Linked DNA regions of Mus musculus: region 1 is linked to region 2. A link is a contact called in public HiChIP or PLAC-seq data. All regions are on one chromosome and are shown on one strand. The core of a region is the stretch at or near the end of the contact, and the rest is flanking DNA. Distances in the headings are between cores, read along the strand shown.

Region 1 (2,872 bases), core at 141-2,640, 190 kb before region 2:
ATTCTGGTTTGAGATAATGTGGTCCACAGAGCAGCAGTGGATCATTTCCATAGGAATGCCTCTCACACATGCTCCTCCCCTGGGAGCTGGTGTTGTCACATGAATGCCTTAGCCCATCTTGAGTGTATTTGTAACTGAGCAAATAATGACACAGAACAATAGAATAACCAGCAATTGTCCATTCTGTCCACTGCTGTGGTTTTAGGTGTGGGATGCCCTCCGGGAAGAACCTTTGTTCAATTTCCGAGGACATCGAGGCCGGCTGCTATGTGTCGCGTGGTCCCCAGTGGATCCAGAATGCATCTACTCAGGTGCAGATGACTTCTGTGTCTACAGGTGGCTGACTTCCATGCAGGACCATTCCCGGCCTCCTCAAGGTTGGTTTAGAAGAAGTTGGAGAGCCTACACACTGTTGTTTCTGATTTTCTTTTCCTCTGCTTTAGTAATTGTTCTGAACCCACCTAGCATCTGTAGGATGGGTCAGTAACCTACAGGGCCAAGGATAGCACTGCCAAATTGTAACAAGTATGGCTGAACTCTTACCAGGGTTGTCAGGCAACCCTGGGAAATGAAAGAACCTACAACATCTTATGCCAGAAAGAAAAGATGTACTCAGAGAACTGAGTCACATCAAAGTATGGGGATCAACTTAAAAGGGACCTTGCTAAACAAACAGACAGTTGAATTGAGGGGGGAGCAGCAAGATGTCTGACAATGGATGGGGGTTACTCAGGATTCTAAAGGAACAAAACTGATAGAATGAAACACACAGACAGGATTTATTAGAGTGTTTTACAAGCTGTGGTCTGGATAGTCTGATAACAGTTGACTCCTGATGGAAAGGCCAAAGATGTAGTAGCTATTCAGTGCACAAGACTGCTCAGCAGTTGCAATCTAGTGCTAGAGTCTGGGAAGACTCCCAGAAAGCTGCTGGTCTTCAGTCTGTGTTGGATCCTAAAGAAGTAGGTTCTGATGCTGACGAGAGTGAGGACAAGTGGTCAAAAGCAAAGGTTTTCCATGGCCTTTTATATAGGCCCGGAGGTGTGGCCCAGGTGTGGATGGTTCTTCTGATTTCAGATCCAATCCAGAAAATCTCTCACAAAGCTCAGCATAGTGCCATGTGCCTTTAATCTCAGCACCTGGGAGGCAGAAGCAAGAGGATCTTTCCTCTTCAAGGCCAGCCTGCTCTACATTGCAAACTCCAGGACAGTCCTCTCTCAAAAAATTAAAAGAAGATAAGAGAAAATTGCTCACAGATGTGGCCCTACTTGTTGGATTTTAGTTGATTGCATATGTGGTCAGGTTGGTTATCATGGGGTAAAGGGACTTAATTGCCAAGCAGGCCTGTCAGCCTGAGCTCAGCCTCTAGGACCCATATAAAGATGGAAAGAGGAACTGACTCCAGGGTCGGCCTCTGACTTTCATAGGCATGTTGTGGCCTGCCTGGTGATCACGAGTGCTCAGACTCACACTAATTAATATGTATGTATTAATAACACACGCGTATGTATTAGTTTCTTGTGAGTTCTCTCTATATGATGGATGGATGGATGGATGGATGGGGGTAGGTGGGTGGGTAGGTAGATAGATAGATGATAACACCAATGGTGTCTATGTGATGGTACCACGTGTTTCCTTGGGATTACTTATAGGAACAGAAGTGACTCAATGACAGCTGAATTTCCAAAGTCCACCCCAACGTGGGCAACAGCTTACAAAAGATGGGAACCTGGAGCACACTGCACACACAGCCTGTAGTCATCTCAACAGATTGGAAAGTGGCCTTGCCAAATGACTATTCTAACCCTCCTCCAGATGGCGAAGCTAGCTTCTGCTTTTTCTAAGCAGTGGTCTAAATCCCGAAGTCTTGGCAGCCTGGCTTGTCTGAGTCTTTGCAACACAGCTTCTCTTCCTCTGAGGGGGACTCTCAGCTTTTACTGCTTTCTCTGGTAGTGAGGTACCTCGTGAATCCTGCCAGTTTCAGGGACTTCTGAAGCTTTTTTGAGTTATTTGCATTCCTGCTTAAAGAGCATTCCTGCAGAATGGAGCGTTTGAATCTCAGAGGAAACTGTTACACAGCATTTTGGGTATAAAAGTGTACTTGCTGCTAAGCCTGACAACTTGAATTTGAACCCCAGGACCCACATAGTATGAGAGAAGGAAAGAGATAAGTCCCATAAGCTGTCCTCTGATGGATCTCTCTCTCTCTCTCTCTCTCTCTCTCTCTCTCTCTCTCTCCCCCCTCTCTGTCAGACACACAATCATGTAAATATAATGTTTCTAATTTACATGTCAATTTCACAAATTTACAAAACTAAGTGTAAATTTTATGAATATAATTTTTTTAATTTAAAGAAAATAAACTAACTGATGTTTGACACATCTCCCTACCATAAACAACTAAAAACAGGAGATGAAGAAATATATCTCAAATGATAACATTTCCCATCCTCTTAGAGTCTGGTAAAAGAATACTCAGATTAAGCCGGGCGTGGTGGTACACGCCTTTAATCCCAGCACTCGGGAGGCAGAGGCAGGCGGATTTCTGAGTTCGAGGCCAGCCTGGTCTACAGAGTGAGTTCCAGGACAGCCAGGGCTACACAGAGAAACCCTGTCTCGAAAAAACAAAAAAAAAAGAATACTCAGATTAGCTTTGTCTGTGGTCAGAACCTGGACACAGCTCAAATGCTAATGAACATATGAGCATAAGTAGCCATAAGAAAGACGTTGTAGGCTGGAGGGACAGCTGAGTACAGAGCATGTCATGTGTCCAAGGCCTGGGTCAGCACTCCCAGAACAGACAATGAACAGCTACTGATCAAGCATCAGATTGATGGGTTTCTGACAAGCCACAGTCGACAGGATCAGGGGA
Region 2 (2,956 bases), core at 183-2,682:
CTGGAATAGAACCCAGGGCCTTCTAGATGCTAGGCAGGCACGCTGTCAATTGAGCTATATCTCCAGCCATTGTTTTTGTAAGAGAGGGTCTTGCTATGTAGACCTAGCTAGCCTGGAACATACTATGTAGGCTCCATCCTCCAAGTGCTGGTGTGACAGGCTTGAGCCACCACACCCATCTGCCACTTCCTACACATTGGTAATTACCTCTCTGGTCTCCAGTTTCCTTATCTGTAGAATGGGAAAGCATAGCTCATGCCTGAGTGGGTGCCGCTGGGAGCTCTGACATCACTCAGTGTCAGGTGTGTGGTGGCCTCATTTCTAGGAATAGCTTCTGGTCTGGAAATCCCCCACTCTTGTACAAGGAGACTTCACACGCTCTCCTGTTGGGCTCCACCTATCCTCCCCTACCAGCTTTTTCTCAAAACATCTATACTTCTCACACGTTGGTGAAAGCCTAAAGCAACTTGGGGGGAGGGCATCTGCTCTGGCTGTGGTCATGGGGCCTGCACACCAGGACCTCCAACATGGAGACCTGCTCAGCATGTATACCCCAACAGGAGGCAGGGCAGCACGAGTCCTCCTTTCTCTGCTTGGCTTTGAGTGCTCACTTGCAGAGGTGCAGCCAAGCTTCATTTGATTGACAGCTCCAGCCAGGTGGAAGCCGCTCATGCTTGCAGTCCTAGCCCTTGTTTATTCTCTTCTTTAATCTCAATGATCTTACTTACCATTTTCTTTTCAGATTTTTTTTCTTCTTTTTTTATTGAGACAGGGTTTCTCTGTGTAGCCCTGGCTGTCCTGGAACTCACTCTGTAGACCAGGCTGGCCCTGAACTCAGAAATCTGCCTGCTTCTGCCTCCCAAGTGCTTAGTTTAAAGGTGTGCGCCACCTACCCTGCAAGTTGCTTTTTCTTATTGCCTACCTTTTAAAATTTTTGTTAAGATTTATGTAGTCTTTTATGTGCATGGCTGTTTATCTGCGTGTATGCATGTGCACTGTGACTGTGCCCGGTGCCCTGGAACTGGAGATACGGTTGGTAGTGAGCAGCCCTGTGGGTGCCAGGAACTGAATTCACCTTCTTATGCTTTCCCAGGGTCCTCTTGTAGCCTCGGAGCTATTTCTCTGGCCCCTTCCGCACGTCTCTATACGGGTCTCGTGTATCTCAAGCTGCTGACCCTTCCCCATTTTACCAAGAGTGACGCTGAACTCCACATTCGTACACACTCCCTCCAGAGAATTGCCATTACTGGCCTGTTTCACTGCCACGCCCCTACCCTACTTCCATCTCAATTTCATTTTTTATTTCCTCTTTTTACACTTCCTTTTCTTACACCTTTCAAAGATAGCTTTTAAAGTCGGAGTCTTGGTTCTGGAGATGACACAGCCGGAGTCCCCAATGGCGAGTGGTTTCTCTCTGCCTTGCTTCGTGGCAGGAAGTTCACATCATGTCTTGCCACAGGCTTCACACCGTGCACTCCACAGAAGTTGCAGTCTAGGGAGTCTGAAGCCTGCTCCCCTGACTTAACCTGTCGCTTGCTCAGCTTTCTCCTCCAGCCAGGAGCGAAAGCCAAACACAAGATTTCTGTGGGGTGCGTTGAAGCAAGGCTGTAAACCCAGCACAGGAAAGGTAGGAGGCTTGCCACAGGTTAGAGGCCAGTATGGGCCACACTGGGAGACTCTGTCCGGTCACACCAAATGTTTAACTCATCTATTACACTTTAAAGCTGTGACTTTAGGCAGTGACAACTTCTAGTCTTGGTGTCCTCCTTTATAAACTAGCAATGACACTTGGAGAGAGGAGATGAGAACACACATAATTGTTTATTGTCACTTGTCTGCTTCCTAACGTTTAGTCGCATAAATGCTTAGGGAAACAATGCAAGAATAAATTTTCACCTAAGCAAAAACAAATTTAGGTGTCAAAAAGGCTGGCTCATCTGCTTGTCTTTGCCGCCACCTACTGGTCATATATGATAAAGCACATATTTCAAGGCTTGCCAAGATGGCCTTTTGGTTTTTTGTTTTTGCTTTTTGGGTTTTTTTTTTTTTTGAGACAGGGTTTCTCTGTGTAGTCCTGGTGACTGTCCTGGAACTCACTCTGTAGACCAGGCTGGCCTCGAACTCAGAAATACACCTGCCTCTGCCTCCCAAGTGCTGGGATTAAAGGTGTGTGCCACCACTGCCTGGCTGTTTTTGTTTCATTGAGACAGGGTCTCACTTGGCAGCCCTAATTGTCCCAGAACTAACTCTAACTCTCTCTCTCTAACTCTGTCTCTCTCTCTCTGTCTCTCTGTCTCTGTCTGTCTCTGTCTGTCTCTCTGAGTGTGTGTGTGTGTGTGTGTGTGTGTGTGTGTCTGCCACATACTGAGGAGGCCAGAAGAGACTGTCAGATCCCTTGGGGTTACAGGTTGTGAGCTGCCCTGCTTAGAGAACTGAACTCTATCTAGTCCTGGCTGTCCTCCAGCCCGCTACGTAGACCAGACCAGTCTAGAACTTATAGGGATAAAGCGATCCTTCTGCCTCTGCTTCCTGAGTGCTAGGATAAAAGTCATGTGCCACCACTGCCCACTTCTGACTCTTCTCTCACACTTACACTCCAGCACTATGTATTTATACTCTCTTCTTAGCTCCCACCCCTTAGTTAGGCTTCTGATGCTGTGATAAAACCACAACTTAAGGAGGAAAGATTTATTTCAGCTTCCAACTCTTAGGTCACTCTTTACCACTGAGGGAAGCCAGGGCAGGAACTCAGGACAGGAACCTGGAGGCAGGAGCTGATGCAGAAGTCATGGAGAAATGCTGCTTACCGGCTTGCTCACCCATGGCTTGCTAAGCCTGCTTTCTTATATGACCCAGGAACAGCTGCCCAGGGTTGGCATTAGCACAGTGGGTGGGGCCCTCCCACATCAATCATTAAGTAAGAAAATGGCAGACGGACTTGTCTAGAAGCCAATCT

Evidence for each region. HiChIP or PLAC-seq counts read pairs in DNA pulled down with a chosen protein or histone mark.
Region 1: an H3K4me3 HiChIP or PLAC-seq map of bone marrow-derived macrophages shows a contact between it and region 2, with 5 times the contacts expected there. The contact joins two enhancer-like sites. A contact is called at or near these places in 2 of 15 datasets of contacts at CTCF or cohesin (embryonic stem cells and pro-B cells), 12 of 484 Hi-C or Micro-C datasets (the HPC-7 cell line, the P5424 cell line, bone marrow-derived macrophages and 6 more), 7 of 115 datasets of contacts at active chromatin or transcription factors (bone marrow-derived macrophages, embryonic stem cells, fetal liver and 2 more) and 4 of 9 other capture datasets (adipose tissue, embryonic stem cells, liver and 1 more).

The regions. Positions count from the first base shown.
Region 1 is chr11:58,142,854-58,145,725 of GRCm38.p6, reverse strand. It overlaps Gemin5 (gem nuclear organelle associated protein 5), which reads left to right. Exons shown (of 28, transcript NM_172558.3): 15 at 206-377. Among named protein-coding and RNA genes, the nearest start is that of Gm33350, 14 kb to the right of the region's middle. Within about 2 kb of position 1,390, at least 13 of the 459 cell types and tissues checked have an H3K27ac peak or open chromatin away from gene starts, as enhancers often do. A contact at or near this core is called in bone marrow-derived macrophages, where this site is marked.
Region 2 is chr11:57,950,192-57,953,147 of GRCm38.p6, reverse strand. No RefSeq gene overlaps it. Among named protein-coding and RNA genes, the nearest start is that of Gm33078, 40 kb to the right of the region's middle. Within about 2 kb of position 1,432, at least 106 of the 459 cell types and tissues checked have an H3K27ac peak or open chromatin away from gene starts, as enhancers often do. A contact at or near this core is called in bone marrow-derived macrophages, where this site is marked.